Regions from separate parts of the Podarcis muralis genome. Here region 1 is linked to region 2. The links are chromatin contacts, called in public Hi-C maps. All regions are on one chromosome and are shown on one strand. The core of a region is the stretch at or near the end of the contact, and the rest is flanking DNA. Distances in the headings are between cores, read along the strand shown.

Evidence for each region. A called contact is a pair of places that touch in the nucleus more often than the background predicts.
Region 1: a contact with region 2 is called in a Hi-C map of blood, with 4 times the contacts expected there. The contact joins the promoter of CRYM here to the promoter of ERI2 in region 2. A contact is called at or near these places in 2 of 3 Hi-C or Micro-C datasets (blood and tail).

Annotation. Positions count from the first base shown.
Region 1 is chr14:42,592,975-42,599,428 of rPodMur119.hap1.1, reverse strand. CRYM (crystallin mu) reads left to right here and starts at 4,409. Exons shown (of 8, transcript XM_028706482.2): 1 at 4,409-4,677. The coding sequence starts at 4,499. It overlaps UQCRC2 (ubiquinol-cytochrome c reductase core protein 2), which reads right to left and starts at 1,552. Exons shown (of 14, transcript XM_028705785.2): 1 at 1,376-1,552; 2 at 47-139. The coding sequence starts at 1,537.
Region 2 is chr14:42,309,910-42,316,902 of rPodMur119.hap1.1, reverse strand. It overlaps ERI2 (ERI1 exoribonuclease family member 2), which reads left to right and starts at 5,302. Exons shown (of 9, transcript XM_028707097.2): 1 at 5,302-5,473; 2 at 6,142-6,212; 3 at 6,302-6,385. The coding sequence starts at 5,451. It overlaps REXO5 (RNA exonuclease 5), which reads right to left and starts at 5,226. Exons shown (of 20, transcript XM_077918534.1): 1 at 5,122-5,226; 2 at 2,646-2,836; 3 at 1,585-1,706. The coding sequence starts at 2,786.

The DNA of each region.
Region 1 (6,454 bases), core at 3,160-5,659, 280 kb before region 2:
TTAGCAGAAATATCAAAATGCAAAATAACTTCCTCTTCAGACTAACCTCAAGATCCTGGGGGTGCAGCAGTACTTTTGACCGCTCTGCTCCTCCAGGGGCTTCAACTTTAGGCGCAGTCTTGAGAGAATAAAATCTCCTCTAATAAGAGAGAACAAACAATGGTAAGCTAGATCCATACACATTTCAACCAATTAAATTTGAAAGATAAGCAATGTGGTGTAGTGGTTAGTGTGTTGGACTACGACCTACGAGACCAGGGTTCAAACTCATCCATGCTGTTCACTGGGTGACCTTGGGCCTAACACTGCTTCTCACCCTAAACTACCTCACAGGATTGTTGTGAGGATAAAACTGGGTAAGAGGAGAAATATGTATGGCTCCTTGAGTTCCCTGGAGAATATATGTACTACGTTATAAATAAATAACTGGCACAAAGTAAACATGCCAGGAACAAGAATGTCCATGTTCCAAGTCAATGGATATCAAGCAGACATTCACTAAAAACCATCGTTTAGACCACCGAGCCTCTTGGAATTGCGGGTCAGAAGGTCAGCAGTTCGAATCTGCACAATGGGGTGAGCTCCTATTGCTCTGACCCAGAAACCTGTCTGTGGACAAACGGCGGCTCCTTCGACCTGAAAAGTGAGATGAGCGGGGCAACCCATAGTCGCCTTTGACTGGACTTAACCGTCCAGGGATCCTTTACTTTTTTACCTTAGACAACCCTACCCTGATGCTTAGTCAGAAACGCTGGTGTGAATTTTAATCTGCTTTTAGCTTCTTGTTCTTGCAATTTCTCCTGAATTTTCTGGTTTCCTCTTTTTGTAAAGCACTTGGATGTGTTGCCGTTGTTTGCAATAAGCGATGCATAATTTTTTTTACGAAATAAATGAATAGCTTAGCCGTTCTCCCTAGAGACTAATTTGTGGCCTGGGGGTGTGTGTGTTTCCGTGCGGTGATTTCTTTCCTTCGTTTTCAACGGTCATTTCTCCCCCTGCCGGAGCGAACAGCATTCTGTCCTGCGTACGTCTAAAGGGGAAACGCCGACTGACAGCTTCCGATGGTGCTGGGGCTCCAGGGACAGGCCGACCTCGGGGCTCCTGTAGCGACCTTCAGCCTCCCGGCAGAAGAGGGGTCTGTCACCACCCTCTTCTCTCCCCAAAGCGGTTGCTGAGAAGGAGGAGCGGCGCCCGGAGATGGATGAGGCGCCGGCCTTCCCTTTCCCCTCCTTCCCCGGTCGAAGGCCCGAGTCAAGGTCGCTCCCGGGAAGCGGGCGCTGCGCTTCCTCCATCGGGCCTTCACCGGCCCAGGCGCCTCTCTCGCTCCGGGCTCCCGCCCCTTCACCGCCGCCGCCTCCAGGGCGCTGCTACTCACCGAGAGGCACCGCGCTGCCGCCGGAATGGGCTTCATGGTCTCCGACCGCCACAGAGCCCTCCGGAGCCTCCCCGGGGAAGAAATCCAAGATGGCCGCCCAGGAAGCGGAAGGCTCTTCCGGTCCACGCCGCACTGCCACTCTTTCCGCGCCGCCCGAACCATAGAGAAAGCGGAGCCTTTCTATAATCTCGCGTCTATGCGCCCAGCGCCTGCGACTAGGGAAACGCCCCCGCCCCGTAGAGGTAGGGGAACGTTGTTCCAGCATGGAAACTAGGAGAGGAAAGCGGCTAGAGCGTCGCAGGCCAGTCCATCAAGGGGATAATCGTTCACCGCTAAGAATCATCATACACGTCCGGTTCTCATTTGCAGTTGGTAGAATCCTGGATGGCAAAGGACGAAAACAGAACCTGAGGACTAAAAACTCTGCTGTGCGCAGTTAGCTCGCGGGCTGACCCTCCAGCCACCTAAGTTGTAACTCACGAGCGTTTCGCAAATTTGATTTTCTCTCTCCCCCCCCCCCTTGCATTTGAAGAAGAAAGGACATCTATCCTTAATTCTGATAAATCTTTACATTGCTTTAATTCTCGAGGATCGGGAGCGAAAGCTGCATGTTCTAAATAAAGCACGCTCTATTCATTTCTTTTGTTCTCTCTGTAAAGGTGATTTGCGGTACTACCATCCAGAAACTGCCACCCACTTGTCAAGGAACAACCAGGAGCACACATTTAAGCGCCTTTGCAGCCAGGTCTTGTACGTGCCCCACCTATGATGTCAGGTGTGAGGCAGGTGGGTGCAGTTTGGGGGAAGCAAGTTAAATCATGACCCTTGCAGGAGGAGTGGAGGTTCACCCCACGCATTTATAGCACATGACTTCACCCAAAGAATCCTGGGAACTGTGTTCTCCGCTTAAGGTAAAGGCCGACTCGGGTTGCGGTGCTCATCTCGCTTTACTGGCCGAGGGAGCCGGCATTTGTCCGCAGACAGCTTCCGGGTCATGTGGGCAGCATGACTAAGCCGCTCCTGGCGAACCAGAGTAGCGCACGGAAACGCCATTTACCTTCCTGCCGGAGCAGTCCCTATTTATCTATTTGCACTTTGACGTGCCTTTGAACTGCTAGGTTGGCAGAAGCAGGGACCGAGCAATGGGAGCTCACCCTGTTGCGGGGATTTGAACGACCGACCTTCTAACTGGCAAGCCCAATGCTCTGTGGTTTAGACAGCGCCACCTGCATCCCTTCAAATAACTATTTATTCAAATAAATAGTTATAAACTAAAAAACTCCATCGTGGGGATTTGAACCGCCGACCAGTACGTAAAGTTCCCAGGATTCTTTGGAGGGGGGGAAGCTTGGTAAGAGCACTTGTCCTGGAAGGGCTGAGAGTACCATAAGACAGTGGCTCTGAAGAAACCCAGGATGATCTACAAGTCACCCGTCAACAGAAGATTCACTCTTTCTCATGCACACTCTTGCACACAGTTTACCGGTATATTTCAAAATTCATTCCCTGCTTTTCTTTTCTTAAATAGTTTTTATTATTTTTTTCATTTTTATCTTCATCACAATACATTCCCTGCTTTTCTTAAGTTCATGAAGTACAGTAAAGCAAAACGACAGAAAAACACACAAACCCAGTTGGAATGACCAAACTTCTGATTTGCACAACAGGATCCAAAGCATGGACTAAACAGCTGAGCATAAAAACAGGGAGGCGGGACGTTAATCCACAGTTTAAGTCTGGCAGAGTCAAAAGGTTTTAGGATCTGCCTTTAGTTTAAGAGTGCAAGAGTCAAGGGAACCCATCTGGGAAGGGAGATTCACAGCCTGGAATGCCTAATAAAGAAAGCCTTAGGGTTGTATGCACTGTTGGACCTACTCAAAGTAGACCCATTGAAATCAAGACATGTTTAACTTAGCTCTATTAATATCAACAGGTCAACTATAAGTAAAAGTTAGTTATGGGCAACCCATCGAAATCAATAGGCACGACTAGCCTTCACAACTGACAACAAGGTCTTGGTCACCACTGTTGCCTTATTCAGTGGGGTTGTTCCTTGACAGATCACCACACCTTTACAACACCTGTGCTGCTGACTCTCAAACTTTGGGACTTTTGAAATAGATACAATAAAAATAATAATCAATTTGAGTCGTGTGACTCCAGTTGGGTCTAGTAGACCCAAAAAGCTTAAGCAATGTGGACTAAAGTCGCTTCTGGGCCCCAAAGGATTAGGGGCCCTGAAGCTTAAGATTCATTTGTTTCACAGTAGATCCATCCCTTAGCAGGGTTGCCACCTGTCTTGTATAATACAGGTTTGTCCTGCATTGCAATGTAAAATGCTATGTCCTGTAATGATACAATTTTGTCCTTTATTTCAAATCTTCTCTGTCTGTTTGTTTGTTTGTCTGTCTCCTCTCCAAATACATGTGTTCAAAAGGGTGTGTGAAATAATAATAATAATAATAATAATAATAATAATAATAATAATAATAATAATTTATTTGTACCCCGCCCATTTGGCTGGGCTTCCCCAGCCACTCTGGGCGACTTCCAACAATGGAAGTCATGCATAAGCTCTGGGCATGGGTCTAGCCAGGATTTTTGTTGGGGGGGGGCGAACCTCAGTTTGCTATGTATTTTTTATTGAATTTTATTGATTTAATGGGTTGCAGCTGCCCCTCTCTGCCCCCCTTGGCTATGCCCAGGGCTCTGGGTAGCCAAGGGCAGACAGATTTACAAATTCAGGTATTTGTGTGTGTGTGTGTGTGTGTGAGAGAGAGAGAGACAAATTCCAGAGGGCCACCCCGTTAGGTTCCAACAGATTGCAGTTTCAAGTCACTTCAGCACAGGGTGTGTGTGTGGGGGGGGGGGGAGCCGCTTCCCCCAACCGGTCCTGTATTTTGCCAGATCGAAGCCGGCAACCCTCCGAGGACCTTCCTGGGGGTTCCCTGCTCAGAGGTCCCGGACCAGCTCCGTCGGGAGCAGCAGGCGTCTCGTCCGCCAGGGGGTGCTGGGCGCCGCCGCCTCTCGGGCGGCGAGACGGGGCGGGCGCCTGGCAGCGGGCGACTCTCAGTCGAGGGGCACCGGGCGCCGCCGCCGCCTCTGCTCTCCGCAGTCCCCACCATGAGCCACGCCGTGCCGCCTCCCGTTTTCCTGGCGGCCGGAGAAGTGGAGAAACATTTCCCCGCCGCCAGCCGGCTCATCCCCGCCCTGGCCACGGCCCTGGCCAACTTCTCCAGCGGCGCCGAGGGAGGCGTCGTGCAGCCGGTGCGCACCGTGGTGCCGATCCAGAAGTACAGCGGGTGAGGATCCGGGATCGGGATGGGGATCTCCTGCTAGGTATATCCCCAGGTCATGTGGGGTTTTTTTGGGGGGGGGGGTCGGTTTGTAGGGATGTCCCCCCGCCCGCCATGACATGCAATAAATATAATGAGTTTGATTCAAGCATAGGGACTAATTCTTTGGGACTCTGGGTGCCCCAGCACCCACAAAATTCCCCACGAAGGGGCCGGGCACCCACATATTTCGGTACAGCGTGCCTGGCACCCACGACCCAGGGTATCCCCGGTCGCGGGAGCTAGCACTCGTGGATTCAAGTTACTGCTACTCTGAGTAGACCCATTGGATCTAATGGACCCCACTTATTCACGCTTATTAACTGGTCCGCTCTGAGTACAAGTTAGTTGAATGCAATCCAACTAAGGCTTACATAAGAGGAGACCCGGTGGAATTCGTTCCAAGAATTTCAGCCGCGGGTCAGCTCCCAGCACGACTAAAGCTGGTTGACGTTTCCTACGGATGTAAGCTGACGAAATTAACCTGGAGAAACTGGGATCTTTCTGTGCCCGCCGCACTCTGTGGGCTTCCCTGGGAGTAAATCCATGGGATCTGGTTATAAATTGGATCCAGACATAGTCTGCTATCCTAAACCCACTTTACCTGGGAATGAGCTCCCTATGCATTCAATAAAGCTTCCTTTTGAGTTGTTGTTGTTGTTGTTGTTTAGTCGTTTAGTTGTGTCGGACTCTTTGTGACCCCATGGACCTTGAGTAGACATGGTTAAAAATTGTGGTGTTAGTCATGCTTTGAGTAGATGTGTTGACATCGATGGGGCAACTTAGCAATTAAAAAAGACAAACAACGAAGAAGAAATAACTATTCTTACACACACACAATTTACAAGTTTTAAACCATATATATTTAAAATTGGCACAGGTTAATGTTCAGTAAACTAAATACAACAAAATAAGGAATCCAGTTGGGCGTGTACAAACCAGTTTCAAGCATAGTCATATAATTGTTGGGTTTTATTTTGCTGAATTTCATAATGTGTACATAATAAAAGCAATTGCTGTTTTCGCTGCACAGGGAAGAAAGGGAGTGAGCAGTGCTGAGGTGTGCTCTCAGCAGTTACTAATTTTAAGTTCAAGCTCTAAGCACGACTAACGCCCGCATCCAGTTTTGTGAATGAACATGCATAGAATTGTGCTGTCTGTCTTGCACCCATTGCAAAGGGTCACTTTTGCTTTTTAGAAATTTTTTACCTACAGTCATCAAAGGCTGTACTTTCCCCATTTTGTTCCCTTTTGGACCCTAGAGTCCATGAACACACATTTGAGTGCATGCCTGCACATGTGATTCCAGCATTGGGGACTAGATGACCCTTTGGATATGTTCCAACTCTACAATTCTATGCCTCTGTGTTCTCTCTGAAGTAAGCCCTGTTGAGTTCAATGGGGCTTACTCCTAGGAAAGTGGGCATAGGATTGTAGATGGGCAGAGAATTCTTGGAAGGGGACCTGGGAAGCTTCATTAACTGCAAGCCCCAAAACGACAAAACCCTACAACACAGCTATAAAACTTTGGCACCAGTTTGGAGTGAATTGGACAACGTTGGATTTCTGGGTGTTAACTTCGAACCGCAGCTTGATGTATCAATTACTCAGTTGGGGACGTGGCACGCTACAAAACGCAGGGTTTGCGCTACAAAGCGGCTGCAAAACTTTGGCACCCGTATGGAGGGGACCCAAAATTTCAAGGTTCGTAATTAATGAAGCCAGCCTAGGAAGCATCCGCAGC
Region 2 (6,993 bases), core at 4,053-6,552:
GCTGTTCGACAGTGGAATTTGCTGCCAAGGAGTGTGGTGGAGTCTCCTTCTTTGGAGGTCTTTAAGCAGAGGCTTGACAACCATATGTCAGGAGTGCTCTGATGGTGTTTCCTGCTTGGCAGGGGGTTGGACTCGATGGCCCTTGTGGTCTATTCCAACTCTATGATTCTATAAGTGCTGAATGCGGCCCCCAGGTATCTCTACCAGGCCCCCAGGACTCTCTCCTGACCACATCCCTCACAATATAGCCTCCCAACAGCGCATGGCAAAGCTGCTTTTGAAAGGCAAGGAATTTGGAAAAGCAGTCTGAGGCTTCCTAGTTTACAAATGCTGTACTGATTTGTTGATCGCATTACACGACTTTTGCTTTAATTGTGGTGTCCAGCTTATTTTTTAGTTGCTGCTTTGTTAACAGTGTTTTGTAGACTGCAATTGTTTCCCTGATGATTTGTTACTTGTTCTAGATGATTCACGCTGCATTTGTGATGTTCTCCATCAATCTCACTTACTGGCATGAACAGGATGCAGAAATATTTAAGTCAAAGCGTAAAATTGGCATCTGTTCATAGAAGGAGATGCTTTAAGATAAAACTAAGGTTAAAAAGTGCCTCTTGAGTCTTACAGTGATGTGGCCTCTCTCAGAAATTTTGCTACTTTCTCTACAATGCCATTAATTATCCCATATGATTTATGCTGCATTTATTATGTTCAACCATGTTCTTATTATTTATTGTTTGTAATCCTCTTTGGGATTCTTGAATGAAACTGTAATAAATCAAGCAAATCAATCCATCTGTTCAACAAAACAAAGGAAATCAATATTCCTACTGGACTAGATGGGCCTGATCCTGCAGGGCCAAAATGGGGTTCTGATGTAGCCAGGAGGGGATCTGAAATGAAGCCTTCCCTGAACTAAATTCACATCCACAATACGCAATGAAAATACATTACAGTGGTACCTCGGGTTAAGTACTTAATTCGTTCTGGAGGTCCGTTCTTAACCTGAAACTGTTCTTAACCTGAAGCACCACTTTAGCTAATGGGGCCTCCCGCTGCTGCTGCTGCGCCGCCGGAGCACAATTTCTGTTCTTATCCTGAAGCAAAGTTCTTAACCTGAAGCACTATTTCTGGGTTAGCGGACTCTGTAACCTGAAGCATATGTAACCTGAAGCGTATGTAACCTGAGGTACCACTGTATTTTCCTCAAAGATCCGTGGGAACTGTGTATGCTGGCAATTGCAGTTCTGCGAGGAGCAAACTACAGTTCCCATGATTCTTTGGAGGAAGTCATGTGTTTTAAATGCATGGTGCTGATGTGATCTATGTCAGTACCAGAAACTTGACACAGGTTAATGGAAGCGTCAAAGGTGCACGGCTCACAGCTCATCAGAGCACATGAGAACGGCATTAGGTGATGGCTTTTAGTGAGATCTATTCCTGTTGGAGCATGTAGGATGGACTCCTAGACTGAACATAGAGCAGGGATGGGCAGCCTTCAGTCCTCCAGGATGTTGCTGGACTCCAGTTCTCAACCTCAATGGGAGCTAGGAGCCCATCAACACCTGGAAGGGGACAAGTGACTACCTGGGATGAGTTGCATCGTGGCGCTTCCCCAAAGCAGAATACTTGAGGAATCTGTACAGTTGGTCGTAGCTGATTTCAGAGTCTTCTCCAAACACTTTGGCAGACAAGCGGGGCTGCTTCTCCTGAAAAGAACGAGAGAACCGGCTCAGGATTGTTTACAAAGACAGAAAGCGTTGAAGTGTCTGAGCTGCCACTGAATGGATTCCAGAAGGGGACGACTTGTCTCTTACAAAAAGGGCACAGAGAAAATAAATGAGCGAGCAGGGAAGACAGAGTGAGCATACAGTATTTTGATTATGCATAACTTGACATCACTTGGAAGCTATTTACATAAACACAGCAAATGCCAAGCGACTGCAGTTGGACGTGCCATTTGCAAAAATCCTCCACTGGGAAGTTAACAACCCTGACTGTGAAAAAACACATGAGTCATCCTCTCAAAAACGACCTTGCAGGGTTAGAAATGGTGGGGGAACTTGGCTGCCTGCTTTCCTACCTTTCGGTTTATAAGACTTGACCTACAAAGTGCTTTCAGTCTTGTCTTGATTTCATGAGGGCCAGAAGCTTGAGTTTCATTTGCAGAATTCAGGGAGGAGCACACTGGCTTCACACATACATGGCCTGGAGGTGATGTGTCTTAATATGATGGCCACTTTTGATCAAGCATGGCCTTTTGCAAGAGCTCTCCTGAATTTTGGCCCAGTGAGCATTCAGGCTGCTACATTTTGTACTAGCTGCAGTTTCCGGGACAACTTCAGGGGAAGCCCTGCAAAGAGTGCATTGTAGTAATCCAATATGGAGGTGACCAGCACCCTGAAAACTGTGGTTAGGCTACTCTGGTCCAGAAATGGCTGTAGCCAGGGCAACAGTCAAAGCTGGTAAAAAAGCACTGGGTTGTATCCAGTGCTGGTCCTATTCAGAGTTAACCCACTGAAGTTAATAGGTGTGACTAACGTAGGGTCATTATTTCCAATGGGTCTACTCTAGTACACAACTTATTGTTACTTTTTGCTGAGATTGGAGACTGAGAGCAGATCTCCTGCAATAGCAGGAACACTTACATCGCTTTTAGCTTTCTGCTGGTTTTGGCAAACATCGCTTTCATCAACCTTCCTTCTCTTTTTAACCTTCTCTGTCTTTTCATTATCTTCACAGGGCCGTTTCTTTTTCATGACATCGGTTGCTGTATCCATTTTGTCCATCAGTATGGGGTTGGGGTTTTTTCCTTGGGGTGTGTGTGTGGGTGTTGTATCTGCCAAAAAGACGAATCAGGAAATAAAATAGCTGGAAACAGATTTAAGTTGAACAAAATATAACAAACACCACAACCCAATTTGGCATCCCTTGGCAGGCACAGACAGAAGAGGAGGAAATGGCGTGGTGGGGTGGATTGTGGGAACCTGGGTGGAAGGCAGGCAAATCTCCTCTTTTCACTCAACTACAATTGCTTTGGAAGAGGAAGAAGGATGTGAGCTCTCCCCTCCGACCCACATGTGGAGCAGAAAGCCTCAGTGGAGGTTGCATAGCAGTGGTGGCCAAACTCGGCCCTCCAGATGTTTTGGGACTACAATTCCCATAATCCCTGACCACTGGCTCTGTTATCCAGGAATGATGGGAGTTGTAGTCCCAAAACATCTGGAGGGCTGTTTGGCAACCACCGGATAGGGTTTTGATCTGTCAAAGGGGTTGTGGCTGACAGGAAGTGGCAACTGATCAGGAAGGTGCTTGTCATCTACTCAGGAGCTGCCTTCACAGATGGAAGCAGACCCATCTACCCCACCAGAGAGCACACTCACAATCTCAACATCCCCGCAAGGCAAGAGAGTCTCCTGAGTGAACACACCACCTCTCAGCTTTAAAAGCTCAGTGGGATGGGTGGGGAAACTTGTTGTGACATCTTTGTTGCTTCTGTCTGGTTCTGAACTTCTTGCCCTGCTCTTGAACTCCTGAGTCCTGTGTTAGCTGCTGAGCCTGTACTGCTAGCCGTCTGAATAAAGACATATTTCTTATTTACAAGTTTGTGTGTTTTGGGAGGAAACCAGGGCAATGTTCTACCACATTTGAAATGAGTTTCAGCATGTTGCAACTGTGTTGTGGGAGGGAGTAGGGGCTACTGTTTTGTTTTCGTTCTCTTGTTTTATGTGTGTGTTTTCTTATCTTGTATTTTTGTGTTGTGAGCTGCCTTGAGATCTATGCATGGAGGGCCGTATTCAAATTTAATAAATGATAACTGGGAGCATTTACACAATGGTTCTAACCAGCTAAGCTATTTATAGTCACAAAACAGAATACGTTTGTTCTATGTTTTACGTTTGTGCACTCAGAAGTCCTGCTGAACTTAATGGGGCTTACTCTCTAGGAGGTGTGCCAATGATTGCAACCTATACCACACTGAAAGCAGGGGAGAGTTCGGTGTCCTCTACTTCTCCATTGCCTTCAATAAGGGGCAATGAAATGGAAGCACCCTACACTGCTGTAGCAGGCCCTCCCCTTTGAGAACACTCAAATTAACAATGGTACTTAAAAGTAAATCATAATTAATCTGTATTAATGATTTCAACAGGACAAAAGCTCCGTTTACCTAGGCTGCAACTATACTCCCACTTACCTGGGAGGAAACCCCATTGACTTCAATAGGGCACACTTCTGAGTAGACATGGTTAGGATTGTCATGTTATTCTAGATCCAATCCACAACTGAAGGGGAAGCCATTATGGAACAAACATACTTCTGGTGAAGCCAAGCACATAGCAACATGCCAGACCCTCTAAGTGTCTCTATTTTCCAGGGACGTCCCTGGTTTAGAGAAGCCGTCCTGGTTTCTGATTTGATCCTGGAATGTCCCACTTTTCCTTAGGATGTCCCTATTTTCATTCGAGAAATGTTGGAGGGTATAGTTATCCAACCCCCGAGCCATCTGAAGGCAATCCTGTATAGGGAAGTGGTATTTTTTAAAATGTTGTTATATGTATTGAAGGCTGCCCAGAGTGGCTGGGGCAACCCTGTAAGCTGTGTGGGCTATAAATAGTAAAATTATCATTATGGAACAGGAGATCCCTATTTTCATCAGGAAAATGTTGTGAGGGTATGACATGCATAATAATAATAAAGGGAGGAAATAAATGTTCTGTCGTGAAAAGGCTGTAATACACACCATACAATTAAAACAGATTCCCCCTCCCCAAATCCTGGGAACCGTAGTGTGCAATTCCAAGCACCCATAACAAACTACAGCTCCCAGGATTAAGCATATGGTGTGCATGGCAGCCTAAATAGCATGGAGCAGGTGCAGGGACACCCACAGCGTGTGCAATAATGGTGAGGAGACTCAAGACTGCAGGTTACAGAGCCAATGTCAGCACTACTCACGAGTAGACCGCTGGGAGACCTGCAGCCATGTGCGATTATCCGGGGGGGGATTTCTCCTCCTCCTGCCCTCTGAAGGCAAACCCCGCATAGCTGCTTCTCCCGTCCCCCCCGGGGACATAGAAACGCCATTCAAAGAACGACGGTCGTTTAAGCAGGAGAGACGCTCACCTTCTTCCTCCGTTTGCCTTCGCGGGGTGCAGAGCGGAGCTCCCAATCGAGGAAAACTTTCAGATCGGCAATCGTTTCCTTCGGCCTAGGCTACTCGCCCACCCACCCGCTCTCTCGGAGCGCCGCATAGGCTGTTGGAGAAGTCGCGAGCGGGGACTCCGGAGAAGAACAGAGAGCTCCCCGGAAGTCAGAAGGACCAGACTCTAGTAGCCGATTTGTCGACGGCATCGATAAGAGGCGGGATCCGCGGGCTGTTCAAAACGGAGGCCGGAAACGGAGAGGAGTGAGGAGCGTGGAGCGTTGGGGGATGGGGGTGGGAGGCCGTAGCCATGGCGACGAAGAAGTTGGCCAGGTGAGGCCTACAACAGGCGCTGCATCCTTCTTTTCCTCCATTTCCCTAGTGGGCTCTCGGATTATTTAATTAATTAATTAATTAAATTTAATTTATACACTGCCTTTTTATCCAAGGAACTCTAGGTAGCGCACGTGCCCCCCCCCCCTATTCATTTAATCCACCCAACAACCCTGTGAGGTTGGTTAGGTTCAGAGGCAGTAACTGGGCCAAGGTCACCCAGGGAGCTCCTTGGCTGAGTGAGGATTCGAACCCTGCTCTCCCAGGCCCTAGTCTGGTGCTCTAACCACTGCACCACCCTGGTTAACAAGCCTTGTGGGTTTCTTTTCCCTTGGGAAGGTTTGGATGTTTAAAATAAGGGGGTGGAGGGAGCTGGTGAAAAGAAAAGATGCTGCCAGATGTCTGGAACAAGCCCCCATCCCCCCCCCCCGTTCTCTCCCCTTTTATCCCATTTTTTTTGAGCTTCGTGTAAATAGGTTACAGGTTGGGCCACTTGCATTTCATTACCAGTTGTCCGAACTGTTCTCCACACTTTTTCTCAAGGGATTCGGCAACCTCAGGCCTGAATCTCGATCACTTGGTTACCCCCCAAAATATTGTTCTGCTATTGAGAGATTAAATCTTCCAGTATGTGTTTGCATTTTTATTTTTTATTTTTATTTTTGTAGGCAGCTTGGCATTATTAGAAGAATTTCTAAAACATCGCCTGGTGGCCAGAATCATGGCAAACCCAAACTGAGTGAGTACTGTGTCTGAATTGCAAAGCAAAAATTACTGTCTTTACTCTCGCAAATAACACAATAACACAATCCTCACTTGATTCCGTAGGGCAGTTGTTTGACTACTTAGTAATTATTGATTTTGAGTCTACGTGCTGGAAAGAAGGCAGAAAATGTTACACTCAAGAAATCAGTAAGTGGAGATTTAGTAATATTGTTTGAGAACTGCTTCTGTGTGATCGGTAAATTAATAATGGAGCTATCAAAACATTGCTCATGCAGTTTATTTGTATATAATTCCCAACCTACCTATCCCAAACTCTATGTGTAATTCATATTCATATATTTTTTTTTATATAAATATTTATTAGGGTTTTTAGAAAGAAGAATACAATATTAATAAACATTGTTACTTTGTTTTAACAAAATTTCATAATATCCTTAAACTTCCTCACGTCTCCCGCTCCCACTTACATCATTAATAAGTTTTTGTCAAGCAAATTATAATCTTATTTCCAAATCTGTAACCACTTACTTAAATACAATAAAATAATTCTCCTGCAAATTTGTTTCTCTTAATCTCTCTTATCATCAATTCCTGATCTATTTTAGTGATGGCCAATTATTTATAACCAAGCATCCTTCTTAACATTCCACTAAATCACAATATTTCTGTAAGTAAGTCTTGAATTTCTTCCAATCTTCTTCAATCCTTTCTTCTCCCAGGTCTCGGATTCTGCCAGTCATCTCCGCCAGTTGCATATAGTCCATCAGTTGCATCTGCCATTCTTCCAGTGTGGG